Regions from separate parts of the Pan troglodytes genome. Here region 1 is linked to region 2. A link is a contact called in public HiChIP or PLAC-seq data. All regions are on one chromosome and are shown on one strand. The core of a region is the stretch at or near the end of the contact, and the rest is flanking DNA. Distances in the headings are between cores, read along the strand shown.

Evidence for each region. HiChIP or PLAC-seq counts read pairs in DNA pulled down with a chosen protein or histone mark.
Region 1: a contact with region 2 is called in an H3K4me3 HiChIP or PLAC-seq map of stem cell-derived excitatory neurons, with 4 times the contacts expected there. The contact joins the promoter of PTGR2 here to the promoter of PNMA1 in region 2. A contact is called at or near these places in 1 of 7 Hi-C or Micro-C datasets (stem cell-derived neural progenitor cells) and 1 of 1 datasets of contacts at active chromatin or transcription factors (stem cell-derived excitatory neurons).

The regions. Positions count from the first base shown.
Region 1 is chr15:71,808,945-71,811,644 of NHGRI_mPanTro3-v2.0_pri, forward strand. PTGR2 (prostaglandin reductase 2) reads left to right here and starts at 1,331. Exons shown (of 10, transcript XR_010151214.1): 1 at 1,331-1,523. It overlaps LOC129136931 (putative uncharacterized protein encoded by LINC00269), which reads left to right. Exons shown (of 3, transcript XM_054665863.1): 3 at 1,468-1,559. The coding sequence ends at 1,559.
Region 2 is chr15:71,671,805-71,674,548 of NHGRI_mPanTro3-v2.0_pri, forward strand. It overlaps PNMA1 (PNMA family member 1), which reads right to left and starts at 1,261. Exons shown (of 1, transcript NM_001348394.1): 1 at 1-1,261. The coding sequence starts at 505. MIDEAS (mitotic deacetylase associated SANT domain protein) reads right to left here. Exons shown (of 13, transcript XM_016926382.3): 13 at 1,994-2,744.

The sequences.
Region 1 (2,700 bases), core at 81-2,580, 140 kb after region 2:
ACTAATTAATACACATATATTTTAAAATTTTGAGACAAGGTATCAGTCTGTCACCCAGGCTGGAGTGCAGTGGTGTGATCAAGGCTCGCTGCAGCCTACTGAGCAGCTGAGAGACTACCAGCAAGCACCACCACACCTAGCTAATTTCATTTTATTTTTTATTTTTTGAAGAAATGCGGTTTCACCACGTTGCCCAGGCTGGTCTCGAACTCCTGACTCGAGCAATCCACCTGCCTCTGCCTCCCAAAGGTCTGAGATTACAGGCGTGAGCCACTGCGTCCAGCCCCAAAACTAATTTAATATTGCAGGGCTTCTTTTCTATTTTGAAAGAGTGTTTCTTTTAAATCAAGTTCTAGATTACCTTTATTTTATACTACTTTTTGTCTATTTGAGCATTTTATTTTTCATCATTTGGTTTAAGTCATTACAAAAGGCATTGAAGGTCTGTCTACCTGTCCATGACAGATAAAAGAGATTAGCTCCTGTCTGAAAATGTTTGCAAAGTAGTGTAATTCTCCTAGTCCTTCCTAAAGCTTTCCCAAAGAAGCAAAAATATTCAGACATAAAGCTACCAGGAACTCCAACCTGTTTGATCACTATTCCCTTGCTCACCAACCTAGTCATCTTTCAGCTACTCCATGCATGACTTGTGCTGAGCTATTAGCTCCCACATGAATACAAGCAATTCTTATACCTGCCTAATTCAGATGATCTTTCTTAGGGTTTGAAGTCCCTGGGGATCCGAAGCTGTCCTAGGTATACACTTCTCTCAACCCAGTCCAGCACAAAAGGAGACGACTAACGATGAATGAAATTGAGAAATCAGCCCACACTGGTAATCTTGGAGGAATCTGGTATTCTTCGTGAAATAAAAGAGGCGCAAAGGGGCCCTGGATTAGGGTCCGGAGAGAGGGGTTTTATCCCAGCACTGCCCCTAACCAGCTGAAAGGTAGGTGGTCCAAACACATCAGCTCTCCAAGACTCAGTTTCCCCATCTATAAAACAAGGAGTAGGCTTGACGGTCCCTGTCTCACTATAATTTCCCAATCGAGGTTCAGGGAGAAATCCACACAACTAATAAAACTTCTTCACGGACTGCTAAATGTGAACTCACTGGTCAAGGCTGCAAGATTTGCTCTTTGGGTCAAGGCAGTAGGGGCGGCCACAAGGAACCAATCTCAGTTAAGTTATTAATGCACTTTGCCCAGACTAGTAACTCTCCCCTGACGTTCCGCATTTCCCTTGCTTCTCCCGGAAACGTGGGGCGCCCCGGAATCCTAAACTTCCAATCCCTAAGCTTCCAAACCCCGCCCCTGGGAGGGGAGGGGGCGCGGAGCCGGGCCTAGTCGCGCGCCTGCGTACTGCGGTCAGAGGGCCGAGGCCTGGGGGCGAGCTGGGGTCGTGCAGTACAGCCTCTTTCCGGCAAATCACGCGAGATTTCGTTCACCCTGCCTCCACGACGGTCAGTGACGCGCGAGCGGCTGCAGCGACTGTGCCTCCCGAAGCTGCTTCGGGCCCCAGCGGTGAGGGAGAAGACTCTCAACCAGGGTGACTTCTAGGTGTCCTCCCGGAGCTACCGGGGACACTGGCGTTATTGCCCGGAACACTGAGATAGGGAATGCTCGAGAAGCAGAAGCAGGTTTTGGGGTTTTTTTTTGAATTACTGGGGGAAAGCAACCTGAGGTTTTGACGTAATTGTGTTTGAGGTGCCTCTGAAACTTTCATTTAACACAGATTTGTTGAGCACGTACCATGTGCCGGGCATAGGGGATTGGACTCACATTTTTGTGTGTGTGTGACGGAGTCTCGCTCTGTCTGTCGCCCAGGTTGGAGTGCAGTGGCGCGATCTCGGCTCACTGCAGCCTCCATCTCTCGGGTTCAAGCGATTCTCCTGCCTCAGCCTCCCGAGTAGCTGGAATTACTACTACGCCCGGATAATTTTTTGTATTTTTGGTAGAGACGAGATTTCACCGTGTTAGCCAGGATGGTCTTGATCTGCTGACCTCGTGATCTGCCTGCCTCGGCCTCTCAGAGTGCTGGGATTACAGGCCTGAGCCACCGCGCCCGGCCTGGATTCACATCATTGAACAAAGCAGACGAGTCCTTATCCTCTTAGCGCTGACGAGCTGGGCAGTTAGTTTGAAATTCTGGGCTAGAGACGCAAATTATTATTAATTTCCATATAAAGTGGTTGGTAGGAGGAGCCACAGGGCTCAGGGAGGTCACTGAGAAAGGGAAGAGCAAGATAGGAATCTCCACATGCAAGACTTCGAGAGGGGAAGGGGGAGACCAGAAAACCGGAAGGGGAGGAGAAGACTGGCAGAGAGATCCAGAAAGACACGTGGTTTGTTTGTTTGTTTTTTGAGACAAAGTCTCGCTCTGTTGCCCAGGCTGGAGTGTCCTGGCTGGATCTCGGCTCACTGCAGCCTCAATCTCCTGGGCTCAGGCAGTTCTCCAGCTTCAGCCTCCCGTGTAGCTGGGACTATAGGCGCCCACCACCACGCTTAATTTTTGTATTTTTAGTAGAGCGGGGTTTTGCCATGTTGGCCAGACTGGTCTCGAATTCCTGGCCTCAAGTGAGCCTCCCACCTCAGCCTCCCAAAGTGCTGGAATTACAGGTGTGAGCCACGGCTCTGGGCCCAGAAAGATACGTTTTATAACAAGGCGTGGTCAACAGGGTTGCTAGTGGCAGAATAATCG
Region 2 (2,744 bases), core at 11-2,510:
TGTCCCTCCCCGAGAAAAGTGTCAGCCTCTTGTACCATATGGACTCAACAAGAGGCTGAATAACATTATCCAAAATATAGTTTAGCATCTCTGCTGGCATCTCTGGGCCCGGGGTCGGAGTAGGGTTCTGAAACCCAAGGACACGGGCAACATCTTGCACGGTCCACCCCTCTCTAGCTAGGAAGAGGTGCAATCTTTCTAAAAATTCAGCATCAGAAGTTGGGGGCTTAAATAACACTTTCCAGACCCCTCCTTTGCCCGGCATCTCCCTGGGGATCGCGGCGTAATCTACAGCGCCAGTGAGCTCTAATAAGGCTGCTTTCGCATTTTCTTCCCTCCAGAACATTCTCCCAAGCATTCGGTAGGAGACCTGGGGCATCGCAGCCTGGAGGGTCTCTTCGATTTCAGCCTCATCACAGTTCACTGGGATGCCCCAGACTAACAGAGCTCTCTGGGAGTTCACATCCATCCCCCGGCACCAGTCTTCCAACAGTGTCATCGCCATTTTCTCAACTATCAAGACGCCAAATTCTAGCAACAGACTGTGGCTCACCGTGCTCCTGGCCTTAGAACAATACCAGACACTCCCACCAAGTAGGCCCGAGGGAGGCGACCTTCATGCAGTCACGATTAACAAAGAGTCCTGATCTCGCCCTTCTCTGACCCCACAGTCAGTCCGTAGGTGCACTCGGAGCCGAGCTCGGGGACGCTGAGGCAGTCACGCGGCCGTCGCCATCTTGCGTCTGGGTCTGGGTCCGGTCGGGTCCGCCGCCTGCAGCAGGGGCGTCGCGTCGTCGTGCAGCGGGCGAGGAGCGACGGCGGGCGGCGAAGGCAGGCGCGCTGGGCCGAGAGCCGCCGGGGTGTGGTCGCGGGGCGTGGCCGCCGGGCGCTCGCTGCGGCTCCTGGAGAGGATCGGGCGTTCGCGGTCGCAGCCTGGTCTTCCCGCCGGCGAGGAGCGGCCGTTTGGGAGACTAGCCAGAGGGAGAAACTGTGCCGAAGTCGCGGCGGCTGCGGGCCAGCGGAAAGCGGCTTCTTGGCGGGCGCGGGGACTCCTCTGGGCGGGCGGCGAGGACGGCCGAGGACCAGAAACGAAGGCAGCAGAGGAGCAGGAAAGTCGGAGAAGCGAGGCTGGAGACAGCAGAGGCGAGGGTGGGAAGGGGCGGCCGCGGCGGCCCGCAGCGGTTCAGGCGCTGCGCGGCTGCCCTGGCGTCCAGTCCTACCCGCAACCCGCCGCGACGTTACTGCTGCAGTGGAGGATGGGGCCAGCCGGCGAGCGGCGTCCGCCCCGCCCCGCCGCGTCCCGCCCCGTCCCGCCCCCGCGGCGGAGCTGCTCGGGCGTCTCCATGGCAACGGTGTCACAGCCGGCGCGAGGCACGCCTGCTCCGGCGGCTCGCGGGAGTCGAGCGGTTGCCATGGAGCCAGCGAGGGGCTCGGACATTTGTTTCTCTGATGGCGCATTTCCTTTTTCATAATTTAGCATTTTAACAGTAAACAACTACTACTAAGCACCGTGTTTTAAAAATAATAACCCAATCCTGGAGTGGATTTAAGATGATATTGTTGGAAATGCATCCCTCATGGTGGACTTGTCTACTCGGGTTGCTCAGCCAGTCCACCCTGCACGTGAAAATACTCTCCTCAGAACCCTGGCTTCCCGTTGCCCCTGACCACACTGTGCACCCTGCATATTTCATCCCAATGAAGCCAAAATGTCGGAGTGCGCCATTTCTGTGTATTTGTGTGAGACACGGAGTTTAGACTCTTTCTTGTCTAAAATTTTGTAAAAATCTGTCTGTGTCTACTGAGTCATCTTTTAGCCAGGCAAACATTAGTGTATTATTTTCCTTTTCCTGGCTGGCATCATTGACAATAGGCTGCTAAAAGAGAATCCTTATGGTTCAAAAATGTCGAGTAATCTCCCTGCAAGCAAGACAAGGCGCACTTACATCAACCCCAGATGGTGAAAATCCCAAGAGAACAAAGCATTCAACTCTGAATTTTTAAAACCTTATTTAATAAAAGGTTTAAAGATACAGAAGAACATTCAAAAGTAAATAAGTTACATAGGTACATTACAATCACATCAGCAAGATTCTTTAGTGTATTAATTTTCTTATAAAAAGCACACAAAAAATAAAATCTTCAGTCTCTATCACAACTGTACAGCAAAAGAGGTAATATTTATATATGTACACTATTTTAATATGTAACAGTCTTTTTAAAAAAGGATGCCACAGGCAGCAAACACACAAAAGGCAGTGTCTGATCATTTTTGTTTCAAAATAAAAGGAATATACTTATTTATATGCTATTAAAATATTTGTACAATAATTACAGACTGTCAAGGCTGTTCCTGTGCTCTGTCCCCTCCAACAAGGCCTTCAACTTAGAGACAAATGAGGAAAAAGTGAAACAGCTGCAAATTGTTAGAGGCAAATATTAACATAGCAAAATGTGGGGAGGACACAATTGTTTTATAAAAATATCCCTACTTCCTGTAAACCTATGGAGTTAGGCTTGCCAGTCTGATAATAAATACCGTCCCAGAAAAGCGAGCCCCAGTGAAAACAACTAAACAGGATGAGGCTTGAGTATGTGTTGTATTCCTCCTTCATCTTAACATCTGGCACATGAGAAGAAAGAGGTTAGGTCACTGAGGCAGTTAAATATAGGTGATCCCTTTAGACATAAGCAGCAGAAGACCTTGGTGCCAGGGATGGAGGCGCGGCAGAAGGGGTGGTATG